4 separate regions of the Mus musculus genome follow, and all the other regions are linked to region 2. A link is a contact called in public HiChIP or PLAC-seq data. All regions are on one chromosome and are shown on one strand. The core of a region is the stretch at or near the end of the contact, and the rest is flanking DNA. Distances in the headings are between cores, read along the strand shown.

Region 1 (3,886 bases), core at 492-2,991, 150 kb before region 2:
GGCTGGCTTTGGACTGTCTGTCCTCTTCCTGTGTAACCCAGGCTGGCTTTGACCTGCTGGTCCTATACTTTAGCCTCTCATAGATCTAGTATTACAGGAACTGCCATGACACTCTGCTTCTGGGCTGTGTGTGTGAAATAGCGTTACTGAGATGTAATTCAAAGAGTAAAAGTGTGCCATTGGTGGATTTGATAGACATTTGTATCTGTGATAGCCGTACCAAACAAACATCTTTTACAAGGGGAACACCTCCACTTTCCTATCCTTCCTAATGGTTCCTGGTGCTCAGGTCCCCTGTGCAGGCGGTGTCTTCCTTCAGTCTCAAGTAAGACTTTATTTATTTATTTACTTACTTACTTATTTTTGGTTTTTCGAGACAGGGTTTCTCTGTGTAGCCCTGGCTGTCCTGGAACTCACTTTGTAGACCAGGCTGGCCTCGAACTCAGAAATCCGTCTGCCTCTGCCTCCCGAGTGCTGGGATTAAAGGCGTGCGCCTCCATGCCTGGCAAGATGTGATCTTGATGGAAGTTCAGCCCTATTTTAACAGTTTCATATAAATGAGGCTTATTGACAACCACTTGGGCTGGGTCATTGTGTTATGAAGGCCTTCCTTGCGTGATAGGATGCTTGACAGAGTTGCAGCCTGCCGATAAGTGTCCCTTTGAGAGCAGAGTTGCCCCAGGCTGAGCGCCTGGTGGATCATTGCTTTCCTGCCTGGCTTTCCCCTTAAGCAGGTTCCTTAGAGGTTGCACGCACACTGCTGAGAATAGGTGTTCCTTTACATTTGTCTGTTTTGACGAAAGGACCTCTCGATGTAGCCGACATAGTCTGTTATTTGCCCTCTCGTGGCGGGCACAGTGCACTGTCACCTGCGTAGGGTGAGTACTCTTCTCTTTGAGGAGTGGGTGGTAAGTCAACTCTTCAACAGGATGGCTTTCAAAGGACTAGCCAACTCACGGGCTTCTCCAGTGCTCTAGCTCCTGACAGCTGCCTGCCCCACGGGCCTGGAACAGTATTGGGTGTAGTCCAGGGGTCTTCAAATCACTCAGGAGCCCCTTCTTACAGCCAGTTAAGTATTCTGCAAGTGTCCTCGGCCCCACTGGGCTTTCTGTCCCTGTTCCCCTGCCGTAGTCTGAGTCCCTGGAACTAGCTACTCTGCTTAGGTTCCCACCTGGTGGCCATGGATACTGCAGATGTTTTCTGACAGAGGCGTTAGCAGGATGTGACTCATGCTGACAACAGGCTTTGTGGATAGTAAATGGAGCTACCCCTAGCATAGCCAAGGCATAGGCACTGTGGCAAGTGTCTGCGGGCACACTGCTGACACTTCCTGAGATGGTTAGGGGCTCTGGCCGCTCTGCAGAGCAGCTGTTCTCTGTACTGGGCACATTCTAGGACTCAGGGAGGAGGCACTCAAGTCTGTCCTCAAGTCTCTGAAGTATACTTTTATTTTGTTGTCCAGCATATGTCACCTTCTTGTCACTTATTTCCCAGGAATACTCTTGTTTCTACCCCAATTTATGAGGCTCCCTCCTCCTCCATACTCTCTGTCACTTATGTCCCAGAGGGTGGGGGGTTGCTACAGTAACCGTGGCACACCCTGTTTTTCTAAAAAGCTTTCCTGGCAAATGGCAAAGGGCATTCTTTGTCTGTGTCACGTGCACATATACCCTCTGTGGCCCAGCGCCTGCCAAGCCTTGGTTTTGTTATGAATGTTCACAAAATGCCCTAGCCAGCTCTTTCCACCCGCTTCCACTCTGGGCTGGCCTCTGCAGACTGAGCTCAGACCTAGACCAACGTCTTACCCCAGGGCTAAGAAAAAGGAAGAAACCAAGATTTGGCTTGACTGCCTGCCAGAGCTGGGTAGTGCCCTGCCTGAGGGCCAGTTGGGAGGTGGCAGAAAGGCATGGTGCAGCGGCAAGTGTGTATCCTATCCCCCTTGTGGGGACTGTTCTCGACTGCAGTTGCATCTCAGGCCACAGCATGACCTTTGATCTGTCGCCCAGCCTGTGCTCTGGGTGTGTCTAGTTAAAACCACTGACATCTACGAAGCCCAGGCTGTACTTATGCTTTAAGACTGCCTCAGGCCTGACCCCTGGCCTCAGTGTGTTCATAGTGTGCACAGGCCCGATCCACAGTAACTGTCCTGGAAGTCATTAGAGTCTCCAGGGTCTTGAAGGCCTTGTCTTACTCAGCACAGGGATGGTAACTATGCAGAGATCAAAGCACCTTATCTGCTAAGAAGAAAACATTAACCCATGCTGGGTGCACAGTGCACACTTGCAATCCCAGCCAATCGAAAGGCTGAAGCAGGAGAGTCCCTTCTAGGCCAGCCTGGGGCCCTAAATGAGGGGTTTCCCCCTACACACACCTAGTTTTTCTTTTTTGTTTGTTTGTTTTTCCCTTTTGTTTTGTTTTAATCTCTTAAGACCTGGAATTATTTTAGAATCATGACCGTAGGGGAGGCTCAGCAGGTAACACATTCTGCTCATAGACAGGACCCATGTCTGGGGGTTACAACCTCTGATAAATGTCACCTCCAAGGGATCTGATGCCTCTCTGGACTCCTAGGGTACCACACACAGACATGCCTATAATTTTTAAAAAGTAAAATCTTAAAAAGAAAAAAAAAAAAACAGCCTTGGACTAGAGACCAGGAAGACCATGCCACCCTCCGCCTTCCCCCAGACCCCCACCATGCCACCCTGCACCTCCCCTAGCCCCACCCCCGCCACCCTGCGCCTCCCCCAGCCCCCCCCCCCCGCCATGCCACCCTGCGCCTCCCCCCAGCCCCCTGCCATGCTACCCTAAGCCTTCCCACAGACCCTCTTCAGCTCTCTAGAGCTGTTCCTAGGACAGGCTTAGAGAAGGGCCTGGCACACAGTAGGTCCCCCTGCTGGGCTAGATGCTATTGGTGGTGGCTTTTTGGTGCTTGCCTTCCTCCTGCCCCACCCTGTGCTGTCTGCCACTGTTTGCACATTGTATGGTTCTTTTCATGAGGAATGTTTCAAAGAGCATGACAGAATCTTACAACAATCAGCCCATTGTCTGTGTGCTCCAGAGCCGACTCTGAGGTCCTGGGGTGGCCGGAGGCTGTCAGGGAAGGGAATGGGGAGAGAGGAGGCGAGGCTTGGGTGGGCAGTGTTCTGAGGGGATTGATTGCCCTCGGGAGTTGTGGTTCTTGTGTCAGAATCAGGCCTTTTGTTCAGGTCTTTTTATGCACAAGCTATTTGGGACCCAAAACCTTAACACAGTTTCTTATAGCCAAGGCAGGACAGACCCAGACCAACCGGAAAGGGCAGTGCCAAGTATGAAGCTGACACATGTCTCTAACAGCTCTGAGTTCAGTGTCTTCCACATTGGCAACCTGAGATTGAGCTTAGGCAGGACTGAATTTATACTGTAGAAACTGGTAAATGCTTTGGATGGTGGCTCCTCCCCTTTCCCTCCCCCAGCGCTTCTCCAGGCATGCTCTTTCCCTAAAAGTCAGTCTCTGGAGCTTGGTAGGATGTGTTATTTACATGTGTCCCCTCCACCTCAGCTTCCCTTCTCCCAGGTTGACACGTAGCTGGCCATTGAGATCAGCTCAGGGAACACTCTCCAAGAAGCCATCGGCCACCTCCCCTTCTGCTTTCTGCTGAAATTGCTTTGTGCTTGTGCTTTTATGGCCCCTGGCCTTTCCTCTCAACACAAGGTTCCCTCTGCTTTCTCAACAGCCTCCTTTTCTGAAAGGGTTCGCAACATGTCACCCGATGAAATCAAGATCCCACCAGAACCGCCTGGCAGATGTTCAAATCACCTACAAGTAAGCACAGGTCTGGCTGCTGAGGCCCATGTGGCTGAGATGGCCTGGGCTTTGTCTGCTTGTGCTGTGTCCTTCAGAGGC
Region 2 (4,051 bases), core at 1,431-3,930:
AGTTCCCTGGGGGGCCCAGGCCCGGGGCCGCACCCCTCCTCCAGGGCCAGCCGTAGTGCCAGGAGCTCCTGTGCCAGACAAATGCCCAGTAAGTCTGCTGGCCACAGTGTCTCGCCACCAGGGAAGGTAGCAACTATCCTGGAAGGCCAGGTACCCATCCTGGCTGCCATTGTTTCTCAACCCCGCCCCATCTCTTCAATTATGGCTCCTGAGCCGCCCTCACCTGGAGAAAGCTGACTGAATCCGCCTCTGGAACCTGACCGAGGTTGTGCCGTGCCTTGCTTAGGCGGCTGCGCTGTTCCTCTTGTCTACGCAGGTCACCCTGGGACCGGCCCAACATTGTGGCCTCTCCCTCTTCGATGAACCCCATCACCTCGTTCTGGAAACTCTGAAGGGTGGCTGTGGCCTCGGCAAACATCTGGCTCACCCTCTCCCGCTCTGCCACAGCTGCACTCTGCAGGAGAGAGCAGAGGAGACAACAGTGAGGGCAAAGACCGGGCCTGCCCGCTGTCTCCGTCCCTGACTGCTTGTGCCCACCCAGCCCCCACCCAGCCCCAGCCTGCTCTGGGTCTGAGCCAGGTTGCAGGAAACAAGGTGTTCCTGCTTAGTGGGGACGAGCACGTCTAGAGTGGGCGGCACCACAGTGAGAGCTTGTGGTGATTTCAGAGGCCTGCTTCAGGGGTGCACAGGGGGATTGGGGTGGGCGCGGACCTTGATGAGGGCCACAGTACGGCGGGACTGTGCGATGCCGGCACCCAGTTCATCCATGCGGTCCTCCGCAGCGCTCAGGACTTTGGACTGCTCCACCTGTGGACCAGGTTTTGTGAGATTGGTGTCTGTCAAAGGTCCCCGGAACTGCATCAGATCTCAGAATTTGGGGGGCTAGGTAGTGACATTTGTGAATGAAGGGAACGGAAATGGCCGTGAAGTCCCAGAATATCCCCAAGGCAGCTCTGGCCCAAGCTGGTGCCATTTCCAAATGCCTGGCAAGGAAGCAGGTTGTGGGCATATGACAACCTGTTGACCAGAGAAGCCAGTATAGGGCCACCTATGATTCTCTATTTGGGATTGTTTTCCCCCTGGGGAAGAGGCAAAGTGTGAGAGGGTGGGGTAGGGTGTGACGTGACGGAACCAGAAAAGAGGACACTAAATAGTCCTGGGGATTAGTCTCAAAAGAGCCTTCACCCCCAATCCAGCTCTGAAAAATGGGGATTCCGGGCAAATCCCTCGGCTCTAATGAGTCACAGCTCCAGGCAGGAGAGGCGGAAAATCCCAAAGCCAGAGGCGCCAAGACCGGGATGGAGGCCAAAGGAAACTGGGGGTGGGAGGTAGCGGGACACTGGGCACATGCTCCCCACGGCCCCAGAGCATTCGGACAGAGGAGATCTGTGTGACCAGCCCAAACTCCGTCGCTCTCCTGGTGCCCGCCACACCCATACAAAGTGGCTGACTCAATTCAGGACGAATCTGAATTGAAGAGGGCATCAGCTACGGGGCCCCGCCCGCACCCAGCGACTCCTGACCCCCACGGCTTCTGAGGGCCTAATGCGGATCCCTCTCTCGCTTTACACTTACACTAATCTAGCTAAAGCGCTCTCTCTCTCTCTCTCTCTCTCTCTCTCTCTCTCTCTCTCTCTCTCTCTCGGCTTTTTGCCACTCTTTCATCTTACTAGTCCCTCCCGACTCTCTTTCCATCCACACCAGCCCCAGCAAATGACAGTGTAGACCGGAAGAGGTTGCAAAGATTCTCAGGCTAGAGGAGGAAACTAAGGCAGAGCCTATTGAGTCAGAGAGATGAAGCCCATGTAAAGGCAGGAGGAGAGAACCAACCCCACAAAGTTGCTTCCTTCATCTCCATGTGCACAGCCATAATGATAAAACAAATATATAACAGACACACCCGGATAAGAGTGAGGGACTAAATAGCTCTAGTGTCCCTCCTGTCACCCATCTCCACGTGTCGACTCAAGGTGCCCCACCTCCTGAAGCGCGCGCTCCTGCTCCAGCGGCACGAGCTCGTGGCCGCGATGGTCCTGAGTGGCACAGGCCTCGCAAAGGCACACACGCTCCACGCGACAGTAGCGCTCCAGAGGCCGCAGGTGGCGCGGACACAGGCTCTCCTCAAGTCGGCGCAGCGGGGGCACCAGGCGGTGGCCGCGCAGGGCGGGGCTGCGTTCGTGGGGGGCCAGATGCGCGGAGCAGAAGGAGGCGAGGCAGGAGAGGCAAGAGAGCGCGGCGGGCAGGGCGGCGCCCTCGGGGCACGCGTCGCAGCGCACCGGCTCCTCACCCGCGGGCCACTGCTCCGGCGCGCAGGGAGCCGATGGTTCCGGAGCCGGAGGTGGTGCGCTGGGCGCGGAGGGCTCGGGCGTGGCGCCCCGGGTCGATCCTGAAGCCGGGGCGGACATGGGTCCCGGGACCGAGCCCTGGCGGAGCTGCAGCAACTCGGACAGCGTGTGGTTCTTGCGGAGCTGCAGGCCGTCGGGGAAAGGCTCCTGACAAAGTGGACAGCGAGCTGGACCTCCGGAACCACCGGTGCCGCCCGCGCTCCGGTGCGGCCAGAGAGCGCCCAGGCAAGCGAGGCAGAAGTTGTGGCCGCAGGGTAGTGTCACCGGCTCCCGGAGCGGTTCCAGGCAGATGGGGCAGCTGAAAGGCCCGCTGCCGTCCATGGCTCCGCCGCTACCCGGGCACCGCCTGTGCTGCTCCCGCCTGGGAGGGACCTGGGACGGTTCGCGCCCGGCACCGCCCCTTGGGACCCTGGCCAAGGGTCCGGCCCCCTCCTACCCCTCCGCAGCTCTGCTCGCCCCAGCGCGGCTCGCCACCGCCGCACCCACCGGTCAGCAGACGCCGCGAGGCCGGCCAGCCCTCCAGGGGAGCACGACCCTCTTGAGACTTCTACCCAGCGTGGGCGGAGGCGGTGGGACTGCCAGAGGATTGTGAAAAGGAGAGGACCCGGAGCGAGAATGTGAGGGGATTCATGGGGAGGAGGCTGAGAGGACATTCGATCCTCCATCCTCTATCCTGGTCAGCCAGGTGCCATGGTGGGCGTGCACAGCCATGTAGCCAGCGCCTTTCCCTCCAGACCCCTCCCAGGTACAGTTAGCCAAGTTCCCTGAGTTGCTGACATACAGAAAAACTTACTGCTGGTATGTGTCTGTTTTGACCTCTTAGCGACTGTGTTTACCCGCGCTGGGGAACTTAGCCTTGTCTAGATCTGAAATGGGAAGCTGACATCACTTGACAAATCCCTTGTCTGAGGAATTTACTTCCGTTCATGGATACTCGCGGGTGCCTGTAGTTCCCCAAAAGGAGACACTGGTTAAGGCCTGCCCAACTATGCATTTAGAACAGTGCGTCTAGTTGCAAGGACTTGTGCTTGAGATTTAGTCTCTGTATGTAGCCCAGAGTGACCTAGAACTCTTCATCCTCCTGCCTCAGCCTCCTGAGTGCTGGGATCACAGGCTTATGGCTTCTTCGTGTTGTTTCTGGGATAGGTCTTTCTTACATAGCCTTGGTTAGCCCAGAGCTTATGTTGGCCTTGATTCCCATGCCTCCACTTCTCCAGTATTGAGATTCCAGGTGCAGGCCACCATGTCGGGTAAACTGACATTGTAATAATGCAATAATGTTAAGCTTTAAACTATGTAGAATCAAATTGTCAAAATTATTTTAGTAGTTATTTTATATGCGCACACTGTTGCTGTCTTCAGACACACCAGAAGAGGGCGCTGGATCCCATTACAGATGGTTGTGAGCTACCATGTGGTCAGTGCTCCTAACCGTTGAGCCATCTCTCCAGGCCCTTATTATTGTTATTATTATTATTATTATAGAGTGGAGCCCACAGTTGGTAAAGTGTAAGGGCCTGAGTTAGATTCTAGCCCCTGGTTAAAGGCTGAGCATGGTGTCCAAAACCAAACGAATAAACAAAGTGGGTGGAATAGTGTTGTTACAACCCTCGATAAAAAAATAAGCATCCATGTGCCCATGTGATAGTTACCTGTAACTATCAGCAGAATCCCAAATAATTCCTGTAGGCTCTCCAAAGTGACTC
Region 3 (3,994 bases), core at 1,195-3,694, 200 kb after region 2:
TATCACTCAGTCCCCAGGCACAGGACCTAACACGTACATTGTGACTGCTATGTATCTTCCTCTTTTATCCGTTTGCTTAACATTTGAGACATGGTGTCACTACATAACCCAGGCTAGTCTGGAATACCACATATCCCAGGCTGGCTTCAAACTCACAAGTTCTAGGCCTGGGCCACCACACCTGGCTTCTACAGACTTCCTTAAACTGTCACATGTCCCTCATGAGACCGAGACAGGGACTGATGTCCATCTGTCCGTCGTCTCACGCTAACCTATACGTTTCTTACCACTTTGTTGAGTTCTGGGCTGTCTGGGCTATTGTCCTGAAAATACTCCACAGCCTTCTGGATTTTGGCCATACTTCCCAGGTACTCTTCCAGCCTACCTGTGGGGCTGGGAAAGAGAAAAGCTGGCTTAGCCTTGGAGGGCAGGGATAACATAGACAGACTATGGCCACGGTCTGCGGGAGAAGAAGAGAACGCAGATAAGGGGCTCCACGCTCACATGGGTTTTACTTGGCTCCATGGGTCCAGGAGACATTAGTTATGTGAGCAGAGCTCTGCATGGAACTCACCCCTCTCGGATGATCTTCTCCGTGTCGCTGGCTACGTGGTAGTAGCTGATAACGTGGTCCAGGCAGGATAACGTCTTCTCCACGTTCTCCTGCAGCCTCTGTAGGTTCTCTGTCTGCTTGTGCACAGGGATGATAGAGTTCTCCAGCTTCATGAGTCGGCTCTCAAAGGACGACAGGATGGACACCTGTGGGGGGGAACTCCTCTGGCTCATGGCTCCCAGGGCTGTCCTGGAAATACTCACAGACATTTCTTGTCTTTTCTTGGTTTTCTAGACGATACACTGCTACCCATAGGAAGGAACATAGTCGACTTGTTTGCTACAACTGCACTCCTAGTCTGGTACACGGCTCACCATAAACTGGTTGAAAGTTCATCTGACGGCAAGAGGAACATTAAGCGAATTCTTCCTTCAAGGAGCTGGAGAGATGACTCTGCTCTTGCAGAGGACTGGTACTGAGTTCTCAGCACGCACATCTGCCAGCTTACAACTGACTGCCTGTAACTCCAATTCCACAGGATATGACAGCCTCTTCTGACCTCTGCAGGCACTGCTCATTTGTGGGACACATACACACATGCAAACACTCATGCACATAAAATAAATTTGCTTATTTGCAAAAAGAGATAATCAGGCTGGAGAGCCAGCTCAGCAGTTAAGAACACTGGCTGCTCTTCGGAAGTCCTGAGTTCAATTCCCAGCACCACATAGCGGCTCAACCACAACCATCTATAATGAGATCTAGTGCCCTCTTCTGGCATATGGCCATACATACAACCAGAACACTATACATAATAAATTTTTTTTTTCAATCACCTCAGGATAGATTCCTTTCTACCCTTGAAAGTCAAATCTCAATTTCTGTTCTCTCTGAAGTTTTCCTAGACTGAACAGAAAGTAGCTTCCTCCAAAATAGTTGCAAATATATTACTGTTACCTCAAACAAACAGCCAACCTCTTTCCCTAAGGGCAAATCTCATTCAACAAGTATTTTATTACTGTGTAAATACAAATGCAAGCACTTTTAAAGCATCTTACTGTATACCAGACACTGGGAAGCATGCATAGACTTCCTCCACGGACACACTGGGAGGCTGACATTGTCTGCTTTACCAGGTAAATTAACCATAACTCAAGGCCTACCACCAGGAACCACATAGTAAGCTGTAGGACATTGGGTAGATCTAAGACGCATTAACTCTCTGAGATGGTTTTGCTTCCAAAGCCCCTGTGACTTCGCTGCCTCGCCTCGCTTGAATTTGACAATGACACGGGGCCAGTACCAGGCCATGTACAGGATATCACGAAATGTTTGCAGAAGGACAGACAGTAACAGGTATAGGGCAGCGGTTTCCTCGGTGATGGGGTGGAAACTGGGGTGCAGAGATACCCATCGCTGCAAGATATGCCCACTGTTTACTACCCACGCTGGAGTCCCTGGACAGGCGCAGGACACGTCCATCACACGCCCCTCCTCTGGGGCTCAGGAGCCTGGCGGCAGCCTCCCAGCTGAAAGGCTACTCACCATGTTCCTAGTGAGCTGGTCGCTCTTCTCCAGGCTGTCTCGGATAAACGACAGCGTCTCCTCCTCCTGCGAGGGGCAGAGAGGAGGACATCACCACAAGCCGATGGTGAAAGGCGACCACCAGCACCCAGCACCCAGCACCACGGCCTACGCCTAACCCTATCTCCCCTTCCACCCCGGTTCGATGCCCCTGAGCGCCTTTCCTTCACTTTCTCCCCAGCGTCACCTGCTTCAGTTTGTCCTCGATCTCCCGCCGCCGGGCGGAAGCCTCCTGCGGGGGAATCATAGCAGCGGACAGCGCTGTCCCCACTCCCCGCTGTTTTAGCTCCAAACCCTGCTCGGCTTCCGTCCCTGTCACGCCCACTTCCTCCCTCGGCCCCGCCCCCGGACGCTTTCGGGGGCGCCATGTTGGGAGTGGCAGGCGGAAGTGTGTTCCTGCCGGAGCTCGCGAGCGGGCTGCGGGTCGACGCCATCTTGAATGTGGCTGGAAGAGCCGCTCACCTGAGGCATACGTGGGTCTTTCCTCGTAGCCAGAGGCTGGTTTGCTCGCTCCTTTGAAAGACAGCCCCTTGCTGGGAGACTGAAGCAGGAGGCCATTCACGAGTTCGAAGCCAGTTTGGATCACATAGTAAATTCCAGGCTAGCCTAGGCTACAGAGTCAGACTTGGTCTCCAAACCAAAAATCAAGCAAACCAACATTATACCTGAATTTTTTTTAGATCGTTTTGGCTGCTCTGGAATAGGTTATGTAGACCAGGCTGACTTCTGCCTACCGTGGGCTGGATTAAAGAAAGGTGTGCTCTGCCAAACCCAGCTCACCCAAGAAAAAGCAGGGCGGTGGCGGAAGGCAGGAGGTGGAGGCTGGCACGGAGTGGTATATAGGGTTTACAGTTCTCTCCCTCCCATGTGTAGGACCCAGAGGGATTGAATTCGGGTGCCAGGTTTTGTGGCAAATGCCTTAACCTGCTGAGCTATTTCACCAGCTCATGATTTATTTGTGGATTTTAACATGGTGTATAGATAGATGTTTCGCCCATGGGTATGTATGTCTGTGCCGTCACTTGCATGCCAGGTGCCCTGGAAGACCAGAAGGTTATCTGATCCCTCTGGAGCTGACATTACAGTAGTGAGCTGTCTGTCATGTGGGTTCTGGGAACCCTAACCCTAACTCAGGCTTCCTGGAAGAGTAAGAAAGAGCTCTTAACTGCTGAGCCATCTTTCCAGTTAGCTAAACCCTAATTTAGGATAAAAGCGCTGACTGAGGAGACAAATTTGTTTTTGCAGATCATATCTTAACGGTTCAAGTCTGGAGACTGGATTCCACACAGAGTGGCTTACAATGGATACTTCAGAACTTGTGGGATCCCACGTGGGTTTAATAACAGAGACACAGAGACATCTGTATAGTATAAGGCTGTTTGCCTGTTTGCTGGGGCAGTCCCTCAGCTAACCCTCCAGACTCAACGCGACTTCCCTGCTACGAGTCCCTGGCGTTCTCTCTGCTCAACCTCCCTGTCCTGCTCAGTTCTGCTTCTGTCTCTCTCTCCTCCTGCCCCGACTCCAACAGTCAACTCTAGTCCTCAAAGGCCACACGCCTTACTCATCCAATCTGAGCCAATCAGCAACGGACAACGCCTAGTCTGAGCCAATCAGCAGCAGGACAACACCTAGTCTGAGCCAATCAGCAGCAGGACAACGCCCGGTCCATATTTCTGTGTTGTCTTTTGGCTTTGGCAGCTTTTGACCTTCACCAGGCAGCTTTCTTTTTAACAGGCTAATCTCAGAGAAACACCTTTGTGGCAGGCAAGGAAGGACAAACACTTACATATAGAAAGCAGGTAATATCGGGCTTGGGAGCTGGCTCAGTGGTTAAGAGCACCAACTGCTCGTCTGAAG
Region 4 (4,047 bases), core at 1,203-3,702, 210 kb before region 2:
CCCTGCTCTTCCCTCTGCCCAGGGACCAGGAATGCCCTGGAGAGTCAGGCTCTGCCACCAAGGCAACATCAGATAGGCATTTTACTGTGAATGCCACAGCCTCTCTACTGCTGTGGGGCAGTGTTACAGTGGAGCACAACGGTGCTCCATCGGGCTGTGAGCACTGATGAGATGTTCTACAAGTGTTCCTCACCGTGGGGAAGGAGGAGAGGACAGGAGAGCCCAGCCTGTCTTTAGTACTTGTTATTTAGAGACAGGGTCTCACTCTGTAGCCAGGGCTGGCCCAGAGCTTACTGAGTACTCATCACAGTAGACTGGGATGGCCTCAGAACTCAGAAAGCCGCCTCTGCAACCATGCCTAGTCTTTTTTTGTTTGTTTTTAAGATAGGGTCTCACTACAGCTCAGGGTGGCCTTGAACTCATGAGCTTCCTGCTTCAGATTCCTGAGTTCTGGGTCTGTAGGCATGAGCTCCCACAAACAGTTTTCATGGGTATCTTGATCTTCCCTGAGGGAATTAGGCTTCCCCTGGCGCCCACCATGAGCTTTTTGCCCTAGGCTGAAGGCTGTACCTAGCATAGCTCCTGGAACAGATGATTCTCAACCTGTGGGTCTCAAGCCTTCTGGTGCTTGAAAGACCGTTCATAGGGTTTACCTAAGACTATCCACCAAAAAACATATATTACAATTTATAACTAGCAAAATTCCAGTAATAAAGAAGGAACAAAAAGGATGTTATGGTTGGGGGTCGCCAGAGCATGAGGAAGGCTGAGAGTCACTGTGCTAGAGGCACACAATGCTGAGAGCGGCCATCATGCCTAGTCACTCGTGAGCCCACTCACCAGGGAGATCCAGCCTCACTAGAGCCTCACTAGAGCCTCCCTCTCAGCCTCTAACTCCAGATGTTCCCCTGCGGATAACCACTTCCTGCCCAAGCTGGTGGCAGGAAGCCCACCTGGTGCAGGAGGCCAGTCTCTTTTCGGATCCCCAGGCTGAGGCCCTGGGAGAGGCCACTGTTCTATCAGGGTCCTTACAGTCATCTCTAGTGCCAGAAATGTGGTACAGGGTTGGGAACCAGAAGAGACAGCGCGAGGCAGGGCAGTTTGAGTGCCCAGGCTTAAGATTAGCCGGCACTAACAGCTTTGGAACAGAGGGTTTTCTTAGTCTGAATACTGCTTGCGGATCTGACCCCACACAGCAGGCTACTGTAAGGAAAGCAAATTGCAATGCCACCTTCTAAAGAAGTAGGGTCCCTCCAGCAAAGTGAAGAACAGCCCTAAAACTGCATAGAAGTGGCAGGAAGACAGCTGAGACAGCCACTGGGGGGCGCTCTTGCAGCCAGCTCCCACTAACACTGAATATACACGACAAATGTTCCCTCTGCCTGTACAGTGGTGGCCTGTCCTGTCTCTGAGAAGCTTTGGCATCTAGGCACTGTGACCATATGGTTGTCTACACCCTGCCCCAAGCCCTGGCTCACTGGGGTTTTGTGCTCAGATTCAAAGGGCTCCATTGACTGCAGAGCTGAGGTCAGTCCTCCCCCTGCAGCCTGGTCTGCTGGTGGCAAGACCGACAAACGTTAATGGGCCAACAGAGCTGTCATGCAGACAGCTGAGCAGAACGAGACCAGCAGTGACCTTTCTCTTAGAAGGACCCAAGGCCCCTCACTAAAACAAGCAGGCTACTTTTCTTTCTTTCTTTTTCTTATTTACTTATTTTTTGTTTTTTTCGAGACAGGGTTTCTCTGTGTAGCCGTGGCTGTACTGGAACTCACTCTGTAGACCAGGCTAGCCTCGAACTCAGAAATTTACCTGCCTCTGCCTCCCAAGTGCTGGAATTAAAGGTGTGCACTACCATGGCCGGCGCAGACTACTTTTAGAGTATCTAGGATCCTCATCTTCCCCCCAGATGCCCCTGGGTAGATGGCAGAGTACCACACCAGAGGGCTGCTTGAAAGCTTGCTGACGTGCTTGGGTGATCCTGTAGCCCGGTTTTCTTTCTGGCAGAGGGCAGAGAGAGCAGCCAGAGTGTGGCCCAAGAGACAGACCAGGGTGGTCAGGGACACAAGCCAAAAAGGCCATCCAGAGGGTGCTGGGGCACCCAAGAGCGAGTCACTCCACCCTCTTCCTCTGGCAACCTCAGACGGAGCCCCCCGGGGTTATTTCCACAGGGAACCACAGCCAACCACTTCTGTCATTAGCCCAACCCCAGCCCTCCGCCTACAGCCTACAGCCTACAGCCTGGCTCAAAGGCAGGAGGAGGGCAGAACAGGAGGAAGAATAAGAGAGGGAGCCGTCTGGGGATCCAGAGAGCAGAGTGGACCTCTAGGCAGGGAAAGGCATAGGGCGTGAAGGGCAAGTCAAGCTCAGGGGAGGACTCCCTGGGCTCCTCCTCACAACTGTAATTTGACACCTAGATCTCCAGGACAACCAACAACAAAAAAGCTGAAGCGATGAGGCGCTGAAGCTGGACAGCAGCTGGCTGTCAGCAACCGGGAGCTAGCACCAGGAGGTGCCCGAGTGAGAAGCAGCCGCCTAGGCAGGAAAGTGGCAGCGCTGGTGAAGAAGTCAAAGGTGGTGGCCAAAGGACTTCCAGGAGGTACATAGAGGCTCTGTACTGGGACACCTCTTCGAGGCTCCCCACTATCTGAGCTCCCAGGTAAGAGACACTGGCTAGAGGTGACAGGATCGGGAAAGGAGGGCAGCCAGGGTCTCGTATCTCTGGCGAGGAGTCACAGCTTAGCATGAGCTCGGAGAGGAACGTCTTGGGGGATATATTAGGCCACTCTCCTATGGGAATTTAGTCACCTCCTCTGTGTGTATACCTGAGTGCTCTTCCCCTGGGACCTGGTACTAGAGAAGGGGGATGTACTGCTACTCGGTGTGTGGCACAGGGGCTGGGGGCTGCTGGACACATCCATTTAAACCTTTTCTATTCAGTGAGTTTAGGATATGGCCCCCAATCTTGCTGAGCCTCCATTTCCGAAAGGATTAGGGCTGAGCCCTCCCTGGTTCTCAAGAAGGCTCAGGACAAGGTGTGCCCAGCCTGCTGAATGGCCTCTGGCCCCAGGAGCTGGTAGAGCCAGCAGCAGAACTGCCTACTTGGATGCTGGACAAGAGCAGCAGCTTTCCTGTCTTTTGGAGTTCTGACCTGCTCACCGCTGTGTGCTTCCGGCTCAGGATCATCCTAGGGAGGAGTCTCTGCACCCACTTAGATTACCAGGACCCCTGATCCTCCTTTGGCAATGATCTCTGAAAACTGAGCCAGGGATATGCACCCTAATTCAAACCCCAAGTTTGGAAAGGAGTTTGTGACTACATGAATGAGTTTGGAAAAGACCCCAGAGTCTCTTCCACACTAACTACTGTAATGGTTGCCCCCAGACAGCTCTTCTCTTCAGTCCTTGTGCAGGGCAAGCACAACCTTCTTGGGCAGGGCCTCACGAGAGGAGGCTGCTAAGCCCTTCTGCCTCCTGTCCTCACACTGGGGTTCAAGTCCCCGTGAGACGTCCCTTCCAAAGCAAACACACTGTTATCCAGTAAGAAAGAAAAACATCATTCAGTTTTGGAAACCAAGGGGAGGGCCGAGAGTCTCTTTGGCTCAGCAGAGGGGGTGCACTCTGGTTTGTGTGGGACTGGGAAGCTAACTCCTGTGGTAATACTAACAAGTGTGCAACAGAGGGACTGCACTGCAGCTGAGCCACATCTGGGACACACAGGCTCCAGCAGTCCCTGAGCTCAGAGGGAGGCCCAGCTTCTATGGCTGCAGGAGAGGAGCTCGCTTAGTTTCTATTGGCCACCAGAGCAGGAAGTTCTCTCCATTGTCTAGAAAACTTGGGGACCAGGGCAGCAGAACCACCAAGGCTTCAAGCACCCACTTTTGACTCCAAACCGGAGCCCCAGCACTGATGGAGTTGCTCAAACACTCAACAGGCACAGTGGGCATCTCTGCCCTGCTGGTTAGGCTCTGACCTCTCAGGTCTCTCACATCTGTTGGTTATGTCTCATTCGAGATGCTCCTCAACGGACAAAAGGGGCTGAGAGCCCCCA

The links. HiChIP or PLAC-seq counts read pairs in DNA pulled down with a chosen protein or histone mark.
Region 1: a contact with region 2 is called in a FOXA1 HiChIP or PLAC-seq map of pancreatic cancer cells. The contact joins the enhancer-like site here to the promoter of Trim47 in region 2. A contact is called at or near these places in 1 of 484 Hi-C or Micro-C datasets (pre-B cells), 1 of 115 datasets of contacts at active chromatin or transcription factors (pancreatic cancer cells) and 3 of 9 other capture datasets (adipose tissue, liver and pancreatic islet).
Region 3: an HNF4G HiChIP or PLAC-seq map of pancreatic cancer cells shows a contact between it and region 2. The contact joins the promoter of Exoc7 here to the promoter of Trim47 in region 2. A contact is called at or near these places in 5 of 39 promoter capture datasets (the HPC-7 cell line, cranial neural crest, embryonic stem cells and 2 more), 1 of 15 datasets of contacts at CTCF or cohesin (large pre-B cells), 4 of 484 Hi-C or Micro-C datasets (Th1 cells, embryonic stem cells, natural killer cells and 1 more), 6 of 115 datasets of contacts at active chromatin or transcription factors (embryonic basal ganglia, embryonic midbrain, embryonic stem cells and 2 more) and 2 of 9 other capture datasets (adipose tissue and liver).
Region 4: a contact with region 2 is called in a FOXA1 HiChIP or PLAC-seq map of pancreatic cancer cells. The contact joins the promoter of Smim5 here to the promoter of Trim47 in region 2. A contact is called at or near these places in 5 of 39 promoter capture datasets (the SN4741 cell line, frontonasal cranial neural crest, neutrophils and 2 more), 2 of 484 Hi-C or Micro-C datasets (the G1E-ER4 cell line and differentiating embryonic stem cells), 1 of 115 datasets of contacts at active chromatin or transcription factors (pancreatic cancer cells) and 4 of 9 other capture datasets (adipose tissue, liver, macrophages and 1 more).

Annotation. Positions count from the first base shown.
Region 1 is chr11:115,953,645-115,957,530 of GRCm38.p6, forward strand. It overlaps Sap30bp (SAP30 binding protein), which reads left to right. Exons shown (of 11, transcript NM_020483.3): 5 at 3,717-3,805. Among named protein-coding and RNA genes, the nearest start is that of Gm39474, 13 kb to the left of the region's middle. Within about 2 kb of position 1,742, at least 176 of the 459 cell types and tissues checked have an H3K27ac peak or open chromatin away from gene starts, as enhancers often do. A contact at or near this core is called in adipose tissue and pancreatic cancer cells, where this site is marked.
Region 2 is chr11:116,107,555-116,111,605 of GRCm38.p6, forward strand. Trim47 (tripartite motif-containing 47) reads right to left here and starts at 2,681. Exons shown (of 6, transcript NM_172570.5): 1 at 1,980-2,681; 2 at 712-807; 3 at 224-454; 4 at 1-68. The coding sequence starts at 2,666.
Region 3 is chr11:116,304,290-116,308,283 of GRCm38.p6, forward strand. It overlaps Exoc7 (exocyst complex component 7), which reads right to left and starts at 2,445. Exons shown (of 20, transcript NM_016857.4): 1 at 2,325-2,445; 2 at 2,099-2,164; 3 at 575-759; 4 at 288-393. The coding sequence starts at 2,384. Gm26730 (a long non-coding RNA gene) reads left to right here and starts at 2,575. Exons shown (of 3, transcript XR_389166.1): 1 at 2,575-2,892; 2 at 3,383-3,936.
Region 4 is chr11:115,897,687-115,901,733 of GRCm38.p6, forward strand. It overlaps Smim5 (small integral membrane protein 5), which reads left to right and starts at 2,453. Exons shown (of 3, transcript NM_183259.3): 1 at 2,453-2,656. The region is part of intron 7 of Recql5 (RecQ protein-like 5); the gene reads right to left.